Linked DNA regions of Gossypium hirsutum: region 1 is linked to region 2. Evidence: chromatin contacts called from public Hi-C data. All regions are on one chromosome and are shown on one strand. The core of a region is the stretch at or near the end of the contact, and the rest is flanking DNA. Distances in the headings are between cores, read along the strand shown. Region 1 holds the start of LOC107910102 (phosphate transporter PHO1 homolog 3). Region 2 holds the start of LOC107910107 (expansin-A15).

Region 1 (3,636 bases), core at 934-3,433, 170 kb after region 2:
GGAAACATGGTTTCCATGTATTGAGTCCTTCCTTCACTATCCATAATATTACGGGCACGAATCATCAGAATAAGTGCTAGTAAAAGAGAGGCTGCACAGCCAGCGAAAAAACCTGGAATTTTTTTTATAGACATGATCAGGGAAAGGCCATAAAGAGATCCAACACGGGAGAAAACGATCTTACTAGCCTTTAAAGGTAATTGCGTGAACCCGACTAGACAAGTCTCAGGTTCTGAAAATGATCATATGTTTACAGCCTCAACTAGAAGTTCCAATTATTGACAGAAATCTTACCTGTTGAAAAAGTTGTCCTATGCCTTTCTCGTTTGACTTTGGGTCTTAAAATGCTCATTCCCTTAGAACGGTTTGCATTTGAAAAGTGCTTGATGAATGTTGTTTCAACCCTCTCCATTAGCTTTGTTACCTGGCGATGAAAGCTTCTAGATTAGACCACTTGTAAAATAAAAATTAAGGAATTAAACAGAGTAGCTGCATTGATTGGAAGGAAACCAATGATGCTGAATTAGCTGTGACCCACTATAAATTTTGAGATGAAGAAACATTACCTCTTCAGAGCTACCGAGGTAGGAGTTATCCACCATTTTCATGTAAGATTTTGACGCACTTCTGGAAGTGATCTTATCATACTTCTTCATTATTTTGGAGAAAGCCAACGTATTCAGAAAGCTGTTAAATTCCAGGGTAGAAGGATTGGTACAATCAGTTTAGAAGAAAACAGAGACTGTAGAAACAAATGGTGGAAATTTGTAGAAAAAAAAAAAAGCAGAAGAAGACATCACCTGAAACTTTTAAGCAGGCGAAGCTTTTGGTAAAATTCAACAAAAGCCCGCTTAAGTTGTTCTTCAACCTTTCTAAGATTTTCCCTACTGAAACTCAGATCCGTATGGTTTGGAACCTTGAGAACACCTTTAATGGTGGAACGAGGAGTCTCGAGGGTATTGTTCATTTTCACCCGGTCAAGTATTTCAAGTGGTGCGGGTACAATGACCTTGGGTTTGGGTTTTGCTGGTTTGGCTTCTAAAGTCGGAGTATTTCTCTCTTTCTCATCGCCATTATCGTCATCATCAGCTTGGCCATGGGTGCTTTCTTCAATGGCTTCCAGGTGAGCAGCCCTTTCTGCATATCAAAGTTCAAACAGGAAGGTAAGGTAAGGTAAGCAAGTGGCTGAAAAAAGTCATAGAGATAAAAGGTTTGGAGAGAAGAGAAAGTTACTGCTTGCTGATTTTGCCCCAGATGGAGTAGAAGCAGAGAGAGCAGCAGCAGAAGCTGCAATATCAGAAGCAAGACGAGTCATCTCCACAGACCTGTCGAAATGAATCCCTGGAGGGTTCTCAACTTTAATCCTAAAAGCAATCAAGGCATCCATTTGCTTGTTCAATACATCAGCTTCTTTCATCACCTCTTGCGCTTTAGCCCTATAAAACTTGTCCACTTTGTTGAACTCATCATCAAGCCTTCTAAAGTAAACCAGCTCATACTCTCCCCCTTCCTCCGACGACATCAAGAACGTCGTTTCATAACTTTGCGACCCATCTCGGCTCACAGAGTTCACCAAGATGGGTTGGCTTTCAATATCATCAGGTGAGGAGGACGGGCTGGTTGGGTTATGGTGGTGGTGCGTCTGTGTTAAGCCACTGAAAGCTCTGTAGAGCGTGAGCTTTCGTTTCAGCGAAGGTGCAGCCGGTGGCTTCGTCCTATGCTTGAAACGTTGCAGTTCTTTCAAAAGGGTTTTCAAGTAATCGTAATCCATGTATGCTTCTTGCCATTCTGGCACCATTTGAGACGCAAATTCCTTCCCAAACTTCATATTTTCCGATTACAACTGCCAATGGCAATGCAGATGAGGCAATGCTGAAATAGATACAGTAAGTACAGTTTTCACTATGAAGCTTCTGAGATCTGGGTCTTCTTCTTGTTGTCTCGAAATTGAAGAAAACCCCACAAAGAAAAGAGTTGAAAAATAACAAAAAGGAGTTGAAATTAGAGCAAGTTGATGAGGGTGGTTTGGTTAGGTGCAGGTAGCTGAAATATATATATAGATATAGAGTAGGAAGAGGGAGTTGGAGGGAGAAATAGAAGAGGGAAAGAGCCGAGAAATTGGTTCAGCAAGGAACAAAACACCCACTGGGCATTCATAAGAGTAGAAAACCGTGTGTCAGGTAAGCCATGATATATTAGAGACAGAAAATGGGTACGTTGGAATTTAAATAAAAAAGGATTAAACTTTTTATCTTTTCCTAAACTTTTAAAGGTTGAGTAGGCAACTGGGGTTGACCGCCCGCCCCCACCGTTGAATAATGTGACTGCGCCTTGGGCGTTTCATTCATTCCGTATTAGGTGACTCATTCCAGTGTGAATTTGTTTTTGAAGTTTGAATTTTTCTTTAATATTTTAAAGTAATTTTCAAAATTGATTTGTGGAAAGTTAATTTTAATTTTTTATGATTTTGTTAATGGAAAAATTTTAGTTTTTTAATGTGATTAGTTATCAGATCTTTTAAATGTATCAAAATATATAATATTTCCAAGTTGGCAAGCTTATCCTTCTTCGTATATGGTGGCCGAGTTGTATTAATTCATCAATTTAAAAAAATAAATAAATAAAGTTTGACATTTTACAATGAATGCATTGGTATTGAACAAGTCCGCATGGTGCAATTATGACACACTCCACTTTTAGTAACCAATATTAAAGCGTCCTCTCACTTCCACCCCCACTTACAGCATTTTATCTTTACAAAAGAATCAGTCTTACGTTGATTTAAATATGAAATTTTGGTACCAATTTCATTACATGTTGTGTGACGGACAACAAGATTTGATTTCTCTTAACTTTAATAATTTATTAAACAAACACATACTTTTCGTTAATATGTCAGTCAGTGGAGTTATAAATAACAAAAAGAATTTGGATTAGATAGGAAAGAAAAATATAAATTCGACTTCTTCTTTTTAATAAAAATATAGGGGATTTAGCCCATTCAGCTTTTTTTTTTTTAAGAGTCGATTGAGTTTTAATTCATTTGATATGGACATTATTATTAATGCAGGAGGATGTGGGTTTGAGCCTATTTATGAGTTGGGGAACAGATTGTATCAAAAAGAGCAAATATAATTAGAAAATATAATGAAATTGTTCAAAAAACCTAGACAAAGATTATACAAGTTACCTAGTAGTTGACATTAATTTTTATTTTTGTAATTGTCAAATACTTTAGGTTTAATCAATTTATTTGAAACTATAATAATTATAACCATTTTAATGTAGTCTTATATAATTTTATTCACATTTTAATCATAATTTCCTAGAATTTGAAACTATAATAATTGTAACCAATTCTAGGCGTGTAGTCACAAACATAATTTATAATATTTTAAATTATAAGATTTTATATATTATTGATAATTTAAATATGATGTTTTCTTTAAGGTATAATAATTTTTTTCCCTCAACTTTACAAAAATAAGTTACAAAAATGTATCAAAATTTTAATCTGAAATAGATATAAACTACATGATATCAATTTAAGCTTGGTTGGCAGCACATGCCTACTTATAAATTACAATTATTCTTTTGGTCCTTGGAAATGGTGATACATAATGATATTGACTAAAG
Region 2 (3,509 bases), core at 373-2,872:
ATAATATGCTAGCTATACTAAAAGTCAAGCTAGTTAAATACTACTTCGGATGCTTGGTATATTTATATAGTAATTATTAATTAAAACTTCAAAAGCCTAAGATGATAATGTGTTCCTCTAGCGGAATTGGCGGCCAGTGAAGGTCTGCCCAAAGGACCACCCAGCTGGGGCAACATTGTTGGAAACCACAGTACGGCCGTCGCTTGTTGTGACCTTAAATGAGAGGCTTTGTCCGTTGAGGTAGGTGTTGCTCTGCCAGTTCTGGCCCCAGTTTCTAGACATGGGCTGCCAACCAGTCCTGGAGCCCTTGATGGCCACCGCATGTACATCACCAGCACCGCCAACGTTGGTGATAAGGACTAGGTTGAAGTAGGAGTGGCCATTAATGGTGAACCTGATTCCTCCCTTTCTTCTGCATGGTACCCTACAAAGTAAAAAACCCAATGGTTAATAAAAGTAAGTGATGTTACTGCGCAGTTACTACCCATTAAACAAAGTAAAAGCAATGTATTTTCCAGAGGAAATGACCAAAAGTGTTGTTTGTTTGCCTTGCAAAACAGAAACTGACCCTAAATATTACTCTAATAGGGTGAAAAGCAGACCTCATATGCTGCCATTGACCTTTTTACTGCCTTAAAATAAGGTTTTTCATACATTACTAAAAGAATTGGACCACTAGACAAGTTAAATTTGAAATTACCGAGTGGTTAGAGAAATAAATAGGCCTCTTTAGAAAGCCCATTTCACAGGGAAGCAGCAAAAGGCAAAAAATACCTTCTGTAAGCAACAGGCACAATTCCAGCTCTGTATTGAGCAATATGTTGGAAAACAGGCTGAGAAAGGTCAAAGTGTTGCAGAGGAGGGTTGCACCAGCCCCCTGCATTATTAGGGAGAGCATTGTTTGGAGGGCAGAAATTGGTGGCTGTGACCACAATGGAACCAGGCAGGCACCACTTTCCATCATCCATACACTTAATCTCATAGCAAGATCCACAGCTCAGCCCATTGTTAAACAAAGCAGTGCTCAAAGCTGCAGTATTTGTCCCATAACCCTGGCTATACAGGTTTCCATAACCACAAGCCCCACCTAAAAAAGATCCAAGTTAAGAATTAGTGAAATAAGCCATCCAACCCAAACCGTTGTGCCTAAAAAATGGCTTCATTTGAAGCATACCCATTGTTCCTGAAGCATCACTCCCACCATAAAAGGTTGCATGTGCATTAGTCCAACCACCACCATATCCCTGAACACCAAAGACCATCGCAAGAAACCCCAACAGAAAGACCTTAGCAAAAGCCATTTTCCTGCGAACAAACAACAAGTGAAGTTTGTTTAAGCACTTGCGAGTAAGAAACATAAAAAAACTCAAAATGGTAACACTTTTTTTTTCCTTCTTAAAAAGCACTAAAACTAACATGAGAGGGATAAGAATATTACATGAAGAGGAAGAAGATGGGAAGAGCGAAAAAGAGAGGTAGGAGATGAGTGCAAGGCAGCTGAGTGAGGAAAAAGGGGGGAAGGTGAAGGGGGGATTTATAGAAATTTTGGGGGATGGGCACCGTTGCAAGTTACAACTAAACCTAACTACCACTTTTGAGCTAAAGGGGACCAAGCCCTATTTGTTTATTCACAAAAAGAAAATAGTTCATAGGTAAAAACACACAGGCACATGGGGAGCTGCTGAAGGTACAGTTGAAAGTTGAAACCGCGTGGGTTTGTAGATTTCTGAATAGGAAATTGCCTTGAAAATCAAAATCTAAGTGGGACATACTTGCTAAGCATTGTAGTTTTCCACACCATACTTTTATGTTGAATAAATTTTACAGTGGTATAGGCTATAGCCGGATCCAGAGCCAAACTTGATTACGTGTTGATAAACTAAAAGCGGGAAGTATTCTTTAATGGGTGCCGAAATAAAAGGGCCCCTGATTCTCGCCATATTACTACTACTGATTAAAATCAGACTTATTCGGAATCTCCATGCTTTTAAGTCTTAACATTCATAATCTCATCGTTAATATTTATATTTTTAGTTATTTTCCTCGTTATTCTTTTTACCTAACTTTTACCTTAAACTTTTTCCAAAAATATTATTTTGACCACCAATTTAAAAAAAAAGTTTAATTATTTTTTTAACAAAAATATTTGATATATCCGTAGAGCTTTAAACCCCACAAACAAGTTAAGAATTATGACAAGTTTACCACAAGATTTAGCAAAATATTAAAAAATAATAAATATATAAAAAGAACAAGACACATGTCAATTCTTTTTTCAATGAAGACACGTGTCAATTCTTTAATTATGCTTAAATTGAAAAAGTACACTAAAGACTACCACTTTATAACTTTCAAATTGTTTGTTAGTCTAGTATATAAAACAAATAGTGTCATGTTAGCATTAAGTATATGTGCACTACTATACGGGTTACCACACTAACATCGTTAAAAATTTAATGTTTTTAGTTAGTATTTCGTTAAAAAATAATTTAATTCTTTTTTAATGACTAAATTTAGTTTAAAAATATGGTAGACAATTTGATAAAAGAATATAAATATTTCGAGTTAAATATATTATTATATCATTATATTTTGACAGCATTGGTAATAGTTGAAGTCTTATAATTTTAAATGTTCAAATTCAAGTCTTATTTTTGCATGAACAAGTCATCGTTTTTATTATTCCGAGTTTTAAGGCTAATTATATACGAATTTATTTATATTTATTTTAATCTAAATTTAGATATATTTTAATTTTCAGTAATCAAATTAACATTAACTTTTTTCACCTCTCTTTAATTTGTTTTTTTTATTGTTTTAGGTCTATTTCTTTAGCATTTTATTTTCTTTCACCCATGAACCGTAAAATTTGGAATATTCCAATTGTTGGAACCGACAACGAGGTGTAATTAAGAGAAGAATTTTTCTAGGGTATTTCTGAAGACAATTAAATTTAGGGTAATCTATAAAAATAGTCACTTTTGTTTGTCTCAGATTACATTTTAGTTACTTATGTTTGAAATGTTACGTTTTAGTCACTTATGTTATTATTTTGTTACGAAGTGATCACTCTACCGTTAAGTTCCGTTATCTCTCTAACGGTAATCCTATGTGGCAGTCCAACTAGATTTTAAGTGCCAATTTAGATTTCTAAATGGGATGAAAATAGATTTTAAATTAAATAAATTTAATTAATTAAAATTTTTAAACCTAAACCTTAACTGAAAAAACTGTTCATCTCCTCTTTTTAATTTTTCTTCGTCTACTCTCTTTTTAGGTTTTTTTTTCATTTGACTGGAAAAACTATTATTAAGATCAAAATAGTTGAAATTAAATTGACTGCTTCATAAAGATGGATTCAATGGGGAGTTCGGGTATGCCTTCTTTGCATTCCTCTGTCTCTTTTATTCAATGTTGAAAAACAAAAGATTGAATTTTTTATTATTTAATGAAAACCCTAAATTAAAATTCTTGATATTTTCTTCGACTTTTTGAAATTGTTTGTAAAC

Evidence for each region. Hi-C and Micro-C count contacts between places; a contact is called where the count stands out from the background.
Region 1: a Hi-C map of leaf shows a contact between it and region 2, with 1.9 times the contacts expected there. The contact joins the promoter of LOC107910102 here to the promoter of LOC107910107 in region 2. A contact is called at or near these places in 4 of 34 Hi-C or Micro-C datasets (callus and leaf).

What each region holds. Positions count from the first base shown.
Region 1 is chrD02:45,898,113-45,901,748 of Gossypium_hirsutum_v2.1, forward strand. It overlaps LOC107910102 (phosphate transporter PHO1 homolog 3), which reads right to left and starts at 2,184. Exons shown (of 11, transcript XM_016837861.2): 1 at 1,234-2,184; 2 at 801-1,137; 3 at 567-687; 4 at 295-424; 5 at 1-112. The coding sequence starts at 1,828.
Region 2 is chrD02:45,733,216-45,736,724 of Gossypium_hirsutum_v2.1, forward strand. It overlaps LOC107910107 (expansin-A15), which reads right to left and starts at 1,623. Exons shown (of 4, transcript XM_016837866.2): 1 at 1,439-1,623; 2 at 1,175-1,305; 3 at 775-1,087; 4 at 1-424. The coding sequence starts at 1,440. The coding sequence ends at 118.